2 separate regions of the Rattus norvegicus genome follow, and region 2 is linked to region 1. Evidence: chromatin contacts called from public Hi-C data. All regions are on one chromosome and are shown on one strand. Each heading gives the region's core, a stretch centred on a gene start, on an enhancer-like site or on the middle of the called end of the contact. The rest is flanking DNA. Distances are from core to core; before and after follow the strand shown. Region 1 overlaps Rad51b (RAD51 paralog B). Region 2 has its middle 26 kb from the start of Zfp36l1.

The links. A called contact is a pair of places that touch in the nucleus more often than the background predicts.
Region 2: a Hi-C map of liver shows a contact between it and region 1, with 7 times the contacts expected there. The contact joins two enhancer-like sites. A contact is called at or near these places in 9 of 12 Hi-C or Micro-C datasets (the Rat2 cell line, Schwann cells, frontal cortex and 4 more) and 1 of 1 datasets of contacts at active chromatin or transcription factors (oligodendrocytes).

The regions. Positions count from the first base shown.
Region 1 is chr6:103,895,575-103,901,856 of GRCr8, reverse strand. The region is part of intron 7 of Rad51b (RAD51 paralog B); the gene reads right to left. Among named protein-coding and RNA genes, the nearest start is that of Rad51b, 69 kb to the right of the region's middle. Within about 2 kb of position 4,901, at least 12 of the 93 cell types and tissues checked have an H3K27ac peak or open chromatin away from gene starts, as enhancers often do. A contact at or near this core is called in liver, where this site is marked.
Region 2 is chr6:104,691,063-104,697,630 of GRCr8, reverse strand. No RefSeq gene overlaps it. Among named protein-coding and RNA genes, the nearest start is that of Zfp36l1, 26 kb to the right of the region's middle. Within about 2 kb of position 2,135, at least 1 of the 93 cell types and tissues checked has an H3K27ac peak or open chromatin away from gene starts, as enhancers often do. A contact at or near this core is called in liver, where this site is marked.

The DNA of each region.
Region 1 (6,282 bases), core at 3,652-6,151:
TATTACAAAGATTAAACAAGACCAACCACATAAAACACAGATTTTTTTATATATGCATATATATGAGCTGGAAAAATGACTCGGCCATTGAGAGCTCTGGCTGCTCTACAAGGGGACCCAGGATTTGATTCCCAGACCCACATTGTAACACCAGTTCCCAGGGATCTGGCACCTTCCTCCGGCCTCTACAGATACCAAGCTTGCACACAATGCATACACATACAAGCAGGCAAAACACCCATTCACATAATAAAATAAAAGTTAAAATTAAATTATCCTAAATGTGACCCATACTATTTGAATGTGTATTTAATGTGAAAATTTGAATTTAAAAAATATGACATTGTAATTGATGTTATTCAAACTAACTTTATAACCACATTTTTATTAGATAACAAAAAAGTTCAGAAAAAACTAGGAAGACATGGAAATATTAAAAAACAAAGAAAATTAGGGGAAACCCTCATATATAAGAAAATGTCTTAAAAGAAAATAACTCCTTTATATTCTTATGGCTTGAAGCACAAGAGATAATTTCCAAGTGACAAAAGTCACACAAATATACCAGCTAAGACTTTGATTTTTACTGAAGTTATACTCTAGATCTATACAAAACAAAAAACAAAAAACAAACAAAAACAAAACAAAACAAAACAAAGTTACTTCTTAGAGGCGCCAACATGGAGGTAGTCTTGGGGGGCTTATTAACACAGGGCTTACTATCCAATCTCTCCTTCCACCCACACCCGTACACTAATTTCCTCTAAAATAAGTCTAAAGCGCCATCTACTGTGTCTGCTCTATCACAGCTCTTTTGGCCAGAGAGCACTGCAGAAATGAAAACAGAATACTGAGCATGTAGAATACTGAGAATGCCACTTGAAAATCTTCTTCCAAAGAATGAAAGAAACCTGTCTTCCCCCAGCATATACATTTATATAATATTCTTAGGCTTTTCTTTTCACCTCCTTATTAAATAGGACTGAGGATTAAACACACACACACACACACACACACACACACACACACACACACACACACACATCAGAGACCAGAGAGCTCCTTTGTATGCTAAGGGAATAGCAGTAACAATCGCATCTTTGCTGCTGCTGCTGTTGATTTGCCTTTGCAGTGCCGAGGAATAAAATCCAAAAATCTATTTTATAGAAAATAATATAAGCTACTGAGACGTTATTAGATATTTTGGTTAAGTCACATAGCTAGTGAATGACCAGACATTCAGAGTAAACTTTCTAACCACAATAACAGTGTTTCTGTTACTCCAGCACCCTTCCACCTTCCCAGTGCCCTCGGTTAGGAGTCGGGGGTGGAGCTGACACCAACTTTCAGCAAGTATTCTCTTATGCTGAGAATGTACTCCCTGACGGCTCTAATTCAGTGTCGTTTTGTCTCTTTGTTTCAGTTTTTGCAATACTGAGATGGAACACTGACCTAGTACATGCTAGGCAAGAGCTCTACACTGACCTAGTTAGTACACGCTAGGCAAGAGCTCTACACTGACCTAGTTAGTACATGCTAGGCAAGAGCTCTACACTGACCTAGTACATGCTAGGCAAGAGCTCTACCACTGACCTAGTACATGCTAGGCAAGAGCTCTACACTGACCTAGTTAGTACATGCTAGGCAAGAGCTCTACACCGACCTAGTACATGCTAGGCAAGAGCTCTACACTGACCTAGTACATGCTAGGCAAGAGCTCTACACTGACCTAGTACATGCTAGGCAAGAGCTCTACCACTGAGCTACATCACCAGCCCTAGAATATGAGATCTTTGTTTTTAACAAGTGGCCTCCAATGAATCTGATAGAACTAGTCTGAGGCCTTGCATTTAGACCCATGGAGGTTGGGGGGAAGGGGAGGGTGTGTTGGGGAGGGTGGGTTGGCTTGGGCTATTTAGTCAGGATATTACTCACAAAAGAATTCCTCTACTTTTGGGTAAAGGTTCTCCTGATTTTTCAATTTGAAGTGTTTAAAGACCGAGAACTGTGAAAATACAAGGGTGTCACAAAATTAAAACATTTAAAGGACTTTATGGCTTTTGAAACAGGAACGTATACAATTGGTAAATGGAAAACTTTAATTTTTTTATAATAATCTCAGAAGAGTATGGAAGGAATGAAGTCTTCCTGTTCTGTATACAAGTCCTTTTCTGGCCCTCTAGATACCTGACTCTCTGTAGTGGTTTTCCAAAATTACTCCAGGGATTCCAACTCCAGGAGGTAGAGCCAGCCCCATCTTCTCCCTGCTTAGATAAAACAAAGGCACCACCACAGAGCCTGAAAGCTCTCCTCCCCCTCAGCCCTCTTGACTCCTGTTCCTGTGTTTCATTCAGTTGTTTACGACCACACAAATCCTTTCCTAATGTGAGGATACCTACAGCCTGCCAGCCCACAGTGCCTGTGACAGTGCTGTCTTATGTTTTCAACTCCCAGAACCTTTTTCGTTTCTAGGCACCAGTGTACTGAGACCCTCTAAGTAGTATACAATGTCCCGATTCTTCTAATAATGCTTGAAAAGGGAGAAGGGGAGTGTGAAAGAGGTGTGACGTGTGGAGCCAGGGTTAAGGCTCAGTGGTAATGTGTTCTTGGCTCGTACAATGCACTGGTTTCAGTCCCATGAATCAATAGCCTATCACAGGGTGGGTGTGTTAACAGGCCTTTGTAATGTACACAGCCCAATGAGTCACATTTGTGAGCTGTATCAGTGAAGAACTTATTCTACTACTGCTGTACAAACATCCTTGCAATATCTCATGGCATTTCCTTGAGAATTAGTCCTGGAGGCAATCGATTCCCTGTACTACTTTATATCTCGTTTACATTTTAAGTCTGTCACTGAGATTCTAAAAGACAGCCGGCTATTTAAAAATGAAGAATAATCTACAAACCACAGGAAATACTTAAAAGGTTATAGGAAGGGCTAGACCTGCCCATCAAAAAAGCAAGCATGTGTAGAAAGTAAGCACACAATATCCCATGGTTGTTTTGAAGGGAAATAACACCCACTCCTATATACTACGACTGACCTGAGTGTCCAAAAGACACTCAAATGCCATATTTTTACATCACTGTTGCTTCTAACCAGAATGTTCTTTGTCCCAGTCTTCACATTCTGGAGAGAGCAGTTCCCTCAAGAGGGCAAGGCTCTGCAACTTCATTGGTGTACCCTGGCTGCTCCACAAAAACCATCACTTCGAGTTCAGCATGTCTGCCCCAAATTGCCCAATCCTTCCACTATTTCTAATACTACAAAGCAGCTTCCCAGAAACCTCATGTTAGGATCAAGCAAAACAATTTGGTGTCATCAGCAGATTTCACCATTTCCTCTTAGACTCATTAACACGCCAAACAAACATGATTCTGGTGTCAACTCTCGGAGTTACTACCATGACTACCATGAATCTTTCTCTTCAAATGAAGCCAGACCGTTCTCTGCTACTTAGTGATTCCCATCATAGAACTAGAATGTGTTTATTTACTAGCGGTTAAATTCTGATGGCTATTTTCTAACTGAAGGTTGCAAAATGCATTACAAAAGTAAGGGGGTGGGGGGAGTGTCCCAAAGGAAAGGCCCAAAAGGCAGCAAAAAGAAACAGCTCCCAGCTGAGCAATTTACCCAATCACTCAAACATCCCCAGACTCTTCTGGTTCTCAAACTACAACACAATTTTGACCTTTCCTCTCCAATTATTTATTTCTTTATAGTTATATGAGAGACCACTATTAAACACACTTGAAAATTCTGCAGGAATGATAACCAGTAGATTCAGTTACTTTATTAGATTTTCTTCCCTTTAGTGCATTGAAAGAAAAAAGGCAAACAGCCCTTCTATAGAAAGTAAAGATCCAAACAGTTTTACACCCAAATGATGGACAGCACAGAAAACAACACTTGCCCGCCCTCTTTCACTCAAGGGCAAGTCCACTTGAAGCTTTATCCTGCCTCCCCAGCTTATATCTGCCATTACATTATAGGAGAAATGTGAAAATTAAAGAAAACCAGGCTGACAAGGAAGCAACACTGTCCTTATGCAATCTTCCTCAGAGCAGCAACATTCTAAATGCCTCTCTCACCTGCCCCATTCTAGCAGACCCCCATCCAAAAGGTGGCACTGTACCACATCACATTCACCCTGTTTTAAATGACAACTTCTTGTGTGAGATCATAAGGTTAGCAGACACAATGGACACCACCATCACTGACATCGCCCTCAACCCTCACCCACAGCCCGAGATGGTCTAGGGATCATTATAGTTCTGGATGCATGGACTGAGGGAGGAGCAGAAGAACAATGGCGAGAAACTAAAAGATCTCATAAAGTGCAGTGGATTAGCAGGCAGAGCAGCACTGAGCAGTGCTCCCTTTGCCTATCTTGCCCCACACAAAATCAAGTCAAATTATTCCCCTTAAAGAGCCAAATTTGTCAAAGACTTTTAGACTTCATGTCTAGCAGCACATGAAGTGAACGGGAGGGTGTCAGGTAATTTATAGTCCACCAATCTGCTCAGGCCACCAGTGAACCACACAGCTGAAAAAGTTCACCACATCCAAAGTCAAACTCTGCTGGGATCAGAAGAATACTCATCAAGGGGCTGCACTCGGACCTCATTATGACTCCATGTTATTTTAATACTGTTCCTTGGATTTTGCCCCACACACAATTCCCAAGTCACAGAAAGACCATGAACAGTGTCCAGATGTATAAAATGCAAAAATACTTTCCTCCTACTTGTGGACTCCAAGATAAACACCACAAGAAGCACGTGTGTCTAAACTTGGAGCTCGTTCCAAATTAAATACTGCATCATGTGCACAGTGTATGGCTTAAAAAACAAAACCCCACGAATATCCTACACGGTTCATGAGCCAGGCTCGGGCAAGCACATGACCACACTGGAAGAAGGAAACATGAATCGGAGAGCCAGGGTAAAGGGTGAGAACAGACTCTGTCAGGACCTTTCCCAGAAAACTGTTGCTATTTTCAGGGAACATCTGTATAACACGGGACACAGATAAAAGGGGAAATCATACTTTTCTGTTTGGCTGGGGGTTTGCCGTTAGTCTAAAACTGCAAAGATTTCAAAAGCCCTAAGTAGACAAGCACAAACATCATTACGTACAGATACACATGCACTCGCTGAGGTAATGAATACTTAAATGTCTGGGCTTGGGGGCAGACCAGCTAGAATGCTTTTGACCTGGAAGCTGGGTCTGAGTGGGGTACATGGAAATTTGGGGGCAAACGCACAGGATACAGACCATGGGAGAGTGAGTTCCACATCAATGTTGTTGCGTTTCCGAGATTACAGTGGGAGGCACAACCCTCCTTTTGTTAGTCTACCCATCTCTTTCTACTTTCCATACTTAAGTTTTTATTAAGTTTCCTTCACTGACTGTAACTTTTTTTTTCGGAGCTGGGGACCGAACCCAGGGCCTTACGCTTGCTAGGCAAGCATGACTGTAACTTTTACAGTAAAAAAGTGAATGGCTATAAAAAGTGGGAAGATAGGAGACAATAGTTTGGCTAAGCCAGAGTCTTCAGTATTCTCTCCTGCAACTTAGCAAAAGCAAAAGCTCTGAAAAAATCCAAGTTGGAATATATTCAACTAGCAAAATATCATGGCTTCAAAAAAATAAAACATTTGATAAATGCAAAAGAACACACACACATACACACACATATACACACTGTGTAGGTTATAAGGTATAGCTATGGAATGCATGCCTATGAACCTGCCAACTATTTTTTTTAATTTGCATTTTTCCTGTCTGAAAAACTAGTAATGTAACTCAGTGGCAGAATACTTGCCTGACATGTCCAGGACCCTAGGTATAATTCTCAGCCATGACAAAGGAAGATGGAGGTGGGCAGAATATTTCTAATCTGGTAATTTGCTGTGGACTAAAATTTTACATCTCTCCCAAAATTCTCTGTTGAAACCCTAGTCCCTGGGATGATGGTATTTGTCTATGAAGTTTTGAAAGGTCCCTAGCTAGATTAGGTCTCAAAGGTGGAAATGCCATGCTGGGAACAGACACATCAGAGCACGATCACCAAGAGGGGACCCTCACCAAGCAGCCAACCCCATCAGACACTGGTCTCCTACGCTCAGTGACTAGAACATGCAGAAGTGAATGTTATTGCTTACTCTGCATAGATGCTGCCCTACAGTAGTCCTAGCAGACAAGACACGACAGCAGCAGCAGAAGCCATCTTCCCACAGGGGAATGTATTCTGAATTTGTGCATAAATTTCACTT
Region 2 (6,568 bases), core at 886-3,385, 800 kb before region 1:
TCTTTTTTTTCCCTGACAATTTTAAACATAACTTTTCTTGAACTAGCAATCCGGGTTGATGGTTATTGCTTTTGAGGTCTTGAAATATGCCATTTCAAGCTTTCCTGGCTGAGGACTTCTGTTGAGAAATCTTAATGTTATTTGTTTTATTAATTGTTTGAGAATTGAGTACATGCATACATGTGCTTTTTGTGTTTTGACAATACTTACCCTCCATTCCTCCTCCTAACTCCTCCAAGATCCACATTCCAGTCTCCATACTCTCACAACTTAAAACATAAACCCACCGAGTCCAGTCTGTGCTGTACTAAGAGGTGTGGAGCATGACTAGAGATGCCTTCTGCCTTTCTCGGCTGTCCTATCACGCCGGTGATAGTTGATGCTCTCTGCTCTTTATATCTCTGAGTGAAGTCTATGCTTTGCTTTGCTTTCTTTCTTTCTTTCTTTCTTTCTTTCTTTCTTTCTTTCTTTCTTTCTTTCTTTCTTTCTTTCTTTCTTTCTTTCTTTCTTTCTTTCTTTTTTTTGGTTCTTTTTTTCGGAGCTGGGGACCGAACCCAGGGTATGCTTTGCTTTCTTAATTCACCCCATCCAACACGCACAGGCAGAGCCTCTAACCCACCACCTTACCGGAAGTGTGGATAGGGACGCTCTGCTCAGCCCGTGTGGAAAGTGACCACTAGAGGGCGCGCGCCGCTTCCCAGGGTCCCTGCTAGCCGGAAAGGCATCTTTCCTTAAAGATTGCTCTGCAGAATTGCCTTGCCTCAAGCATAAACTGGCCTCTGTGGCATTTTCCAGAAAGGATGCTAGACACCAGAAAGTCTTTATTTGAGAATAAAAGATTAATGAGCCTGCTCAGTTGGTTCCAGGGCAGGGTGAGCAGACTTTTTGCGGTCGGTGGCTTTCCTGGACCCAGCTCAGGATTGGGAGCTGTTCCTCGGTGGTCCCTTTTGAGGTTTTCTCCATATTAGGCAGCACAAGCAGAACATCAGTGCACAGGAGAGGGTATTGCCTGTCAATCAGACTTCTGTGTACCCCACACTGCTAGTTCCCCTCAGACCCTTTGTTCCCCTACTGGATGATACCCTATGTCCCAACAAGAAGCTACTGGAAAGAATGGGCCAGGCTACACCTGGGCCAAGGATTCTGTGGCCCTGACACTTCACTCAAAGCATGAGGGGTAGGAGACCAGAATATACCACCCCCAAAAATATTTCTCTGGCATAATTTGACCTACTTATCAGGCACAGGAGTGACTCAGAGAACCTGCTCTTTCGTAAAAGAAATTGTTGACCGTAAAGGAAATACATTGGCAGTTACCATAGAAGGGGTTGCTCCAGACTTTTAGGGCCAGAGAGACATTCTTTCTAACAAGATAAGGGCTACTCAGGCTGCAGATCTGCTCTGCCTCCTGCAGGGTGTTGGCCGTCGCCCAGACACCCCAAATGCTTATTCTTCTCTGGAGCTTAGTTAGCCATGCAGGCTCACGTCATGTGACTTTTGTTCAAGTCTCATATTCTGTGTGACTATGTGCAGACATTAGATGGGATATGACTTGTCTCCCGTTACTTTAATGTCTAGCCTAGCTGAAGAGTCTAGAAGTGTGGACAGAAGACATTTTCACTACCGCTAGGATTCTCTCCTTAACCTCTGTCTCAGAGTTCATCAGAATCTGGAGCTTGTGTTTCAGAGACCCACTGGCCAGCCAGTACAGGCTTGTCTCAGTTTCTCCCAGAGAGTTGGATGCTAGATGGAGGGCGAATGGGTTTCTCTGTGTTCCTTCACAGCCAACCCTGAGGTAGTCAGGTTACTCTTCCCTTGTTCTTCACAGAAGGTAGTAGGGGTGGACTCGGGGCCCTAATTACCTGTCTCCCCAGGTTTCTGATATACAGAACTACATTTGACCAATGGCTTCCTTCTCACTCACATTTTCTCCATACCTAGGGCTGGGCCAGTCTTCTTTATCCCCAAGTCTAGATCCTAAGTGGGACCTTAACTCAGAAAGGAGAGACCTGGTGGCTCTCCCTGGTCTTAACAGTGATCCCTGCGTGAGCCATTTCTATGCCACCTTGTATCCTCTCTCTTAGGTAAACAGGGCTGGGGCACTGACCACTACTCACTGAACCCAGTCCTCTGCCTCCAATGGATCTTTCATTCCTCTTTTCTGCCCTGCTGGGGTCAGCAGGTCAATCCCAGGGTCCTCTTAAGCAATGGATCTCTCAAAGGCCTGTCAATGATTGATTGACCCAGCCAGTCATTGAGGGTTCATAGTACTATACAGGGTTCTGGGGCCTCCAGGATCTGTTTTCCTGAAGGCTTCTTTATAGGGAGGGAGATTTGGCCACTCTTCTGGATAAGCCTGGAACCTGGTCTCAGAAGCCACATTCCCTCTTATATCTCCCCCAAAGGCCATTTGACAGAGTAGCCATTGTTTCTGTGTCTAGCTGAGCCATTTAGCCACCTGTCACGTGTCTACAATTCCACTCTGCTTCTACTTGTTCGTGTATTCAATTATTATCCATGTGACATCACTCACTTGTCCATTCACTGATGCAGTCCCTGACGTACCCTTCTACTCACTGACCACTCTTCTGCGCACCAATGTACTCATCCAGTGTCTGGTCCACTCACCCACTCACTGATGCAGCTAACCACTCAATCACCCACTCACCCACTCACTGATGTACCCCGCCACCCACTGGCTCGCTCTGCCACTCAGTGGTCCACTCTGCCACTCAGTGATCCACTCTGCCACTTACTGGTCCACTCTGCCACTCACTGGTCTACTCTGCCACTTACTGGTCCACTCTGCCACTCAGTGGTCCACTCTGCCATTCAGTGGCCCACTCTGCCACTCACTGGTCCACTCTGCCACTCACTGGCCCACTCTGCCACTCAGTGGTCCACTCTGCCACTTACTGGTCCACTCTGCCACTCACTGGTCTACTCTGCCACTCAGTGGTCCACTCTGCCACTTACTGGTCCACTCTGCCACTCACTGGTCTACTCTGCCACTCAGTGGTCCACTCTGCCACTTACTGGTCCACTCTGCCACTCACTGGTCTACTCTGCCACTCAGTGGCCCACTCCACCACTCACTCATCTACTCCGGTACTAGGGGAAAGTTCATGTAACTCCTCCCTCCCTCCCTCAGGCAGCGTCTCCATTGCTGACCCTGATGTTGGTCACAGTCAACAGAGAAGCTCTAAGTGGAGATCAAAGACGAAACTGTTAAGAGTCAGAGGTGCCAAACGCACATCCCGACTGACCATACAGCCATGGGCCCACGTGTATATGAAATGTTTCAGTGGGGAGCCAGAGAACGAAGCCGAGGTTAGTGGGCTCTCAGAGACGATGTCCTGGCTTTACGAGGGGCCTACCTGTCACCCTGCCTGACCCTTGGTGTCCCTGGGATAGGCAGGTGCTCATCGCTGCTGAACAACAAGCCCATATTCCCCAGGCAGGTGGCCCCACCCCAGCCCTGAAGTGGAAGACAGTAATTACTCACCTTCCCACGCACCCCCTTCCCTCGGCCAGGTTCCCTGGAGGGAACTCGGGGTTTCCTCTGGTCAGTCAAGGTAGCTGGAGCAAGATCTGGCTTGCTCCCTCGGCTCTGCTGTGGCAGTTCCCCCAGGACAGCGCCGGGAGGTTGAAGAGGCTTGAAGAGTTCATTTCAGTTCTAGCTGAGGCCCGTTGACCACCAGGACCCAGACTCCCCATTCAGTTCTCTTCCTTCTCCGGGCCCCAGTGAACCCACGTTGACCTAGTGGAGACAGCTCCCTCCAGCTCCCTCTCTGAGTTTCCTGGAGGCAGGAGGGACTTCCTGTCTGTGGACAGGTGGACCGAGACCAGCCGGAATAGGGAGAGAGGCTGGAGCATGGCTGGGGTGGGAACTCTGATGATTTTGCCTCTCATTCCTTGGCAGGCAGTCGTCTAGAAGTACACAGGGACCCATTGTGAGCTCCTTTAGAAAAACAAATGTTGGTTTGCTTGGGGGAATGTGTGTATGTTAAATTCTGGGGCGAGTCAGACCAAACTGCAAATCCTTTGCATACTAGCCCTGTGGCCTTGGGAAAGTCATTGGTAAAATTTTAGTAGTTGAAGAAATACACCCCTAGAAGCCAGGCAGTGCTTTGTTACAAGGGAACGGTGACTATGTCCAACCTTGAGAAAGCCCCTGCCATTCTGTTCAGCCCAGCATCCCACACTGCTCCTGGGGTGATGCCCTGAGGCCCTGGTGGGTGCAGAGCGTTATCCCCTTCCCGTCTCTGTTTCCTTGACAGGGTAGCCTACCTTCCAGATACAGGCGTAGGGTAGGGTGCAGGCTCATGCTATTGGCCTGCTCTGCCAGGAAGTCCACTTTGGTGGAGATGGAAAGATGGGGGATGTGGGATGCGCCTGAGTATCTCCACTCTCTAGCTGCCCACAGGTTGGGTACCACCTCAGCCTTGCCGCTGGTATGTGGCCATTGCTGCTTTGGTCCTCATGCCACAGTAATAATTAGCTAATTCTTTTTGCAGTCTTGAGGGTCAAACCCAGGTTTCCACGTACTGTGTAAGTGTTCTCCTAGAATTACAACCCAGCCTTGCTCTCTGTTTTAAGCTCTTTAGAGCATAGGGACTCTGTATTTGTTATTGTGTTCAACCTTTAAATCCTTGTTGCCCAGCAGAGTGGCTTGCGTTGAATGAATGAATGAATGAATGAATGAATGAATGAAACCCCAGATACCAGGCAGAGACATGTCCTGAACAGGATACATGGATTAGTATAAACTCTCTTGTCTGGGCACTGCCAAATAGACATCCCAGGCACCTAGGCATTCTAGGTCTTGTGGCCTCCACCTGTACTGGACTTGGGTGTTGTCAGGGCCACTCATGCCTTAGCCTTCTTGATATGACAGATCCTGTTCTCTGAGGTGAGGGTCACCCCACGTGGGGTGGTACCCAGAACTGCCAGTGTGAAAGATGCTGAGCTCAGCATCGTGTTGCCTGTTGGGAACCCCCACTTCCTGCTCCCTGGCACAGCACCCACTTCTGCCCTGGGAATCGAGCTCTCTGAGGTAGAGACTATAAGGCTCTAGGCATGAAGAGGGTCTTCGTGTGCGCCCGATGATCCCTCTGCTGGTGGCCCTGACTGCACTGCCCAGGCTTCTTGCTTTGGGAACAGAACTCCTTCCCTAGTCTGCTTCGCAGGCTCCAGCCCTTTGGACAAGATGTGAGGAAGAGTTTGGGGCCCCAGAGGTGTTAAGGCCATTGGGTGTCAAGGGCTGGAATTCCTCAGAACGTAGTCTTTGCAACCACACTGTGGCCTTGCCTGGAACACGGTGACTAGACCACCTCGCCCACATTTGGGAACATGTGCTGAGAAGTGACCTCAGAGATGAGGGAGCCGGCATCTCCATACCGAAGTGGCCTTATTCCTGGACACGAATGACAGGATGAGGCCATCTGGGGAACAGATTTACACAGCTCATTTCTTCACAGCGTGGACTCGGGCTGGAACCAGGCCTCCTTTCTGCAGAATTTGCTGTGACCTCTTGGTATCGCTTGCTTGTCCCACATCTCCTCCACTGTAAAACGGAGATATATGTATGGCTGTGGAACATTGTTTAACCATAAAAGGAAGTTAATATGGGTGCATGTTACATGTGGACAAACATTGACAGTGTAGGTAAGTGAAAGAAAGGAGACACAAAAAACCTTGGATAGCTGAGGGAGATCCAGGAAGTACATTGGTGTCTTCTGGAGGGTGTGGGAGGGATGCTCAGTGGGCATGGGCTTCCTTTAGGGTTGATGAAAATGTAGCTTGACAGGCAGGGAGGCACAAGCCTTTCATCCCAGCAGTAGACAAAGGTATGTGGATCTATGTGAGTCCAGGGCCAGACTGGTCTACATAATAAGTTATAGGTCTAGCCAGAGTTAAATAGTGAGATCTCATCTAAAATAAAAAAAAAAAAGTATAACTAGCTTCAGGTAGAGCGAGAGAGTCACACAACGTCATCGATATGAATGCCATGGAGTTGTTCAATGTTTTAAAAAGGTTGCCACCCATTCACCAAGTGCACGGAAGGTCTCCAGAAAAAGCCGGCTGAGCTCAGACAGCAGCGTGACAACTGTCCTTAGCCTGGTGGTTACACAGTTCTTGGTCTCACTGCAGCAGACTGCAGGAATTCCAGCAGGACCCCAGGGGACAAGGAGCCAGAGGCAGATCGAAACCTGCTTTGCTAGACGGGCATCGCGATTCCTGTGCTGCAAAGCTGGCCCTCCAACCTTGTCTCTGAATCTGCCCACGTCAGTCTCTATCTCCTCTTCACCCAGGGTATTGTGTGGAGGACTGAAGTGCTTGTGACCACTGCATGTGACATGTGACAACCGTTGTCCCTGTCACGGTGTGCTCTTTTGGCCCCTCATCTCTTGTTCTTGTGCCTGGAGTCTGCCATGCAGTCAAGCAAACACTCCCGCTGAGCTGTATTCCCAGCCTGGCATGGGCTAGCTGCTCAGTTAATGCCTATGGAAGGCACAGATGCTCCTTATGTGCGTCGTGAGTGCCAGCACCTGCCCGCTAAGTACTG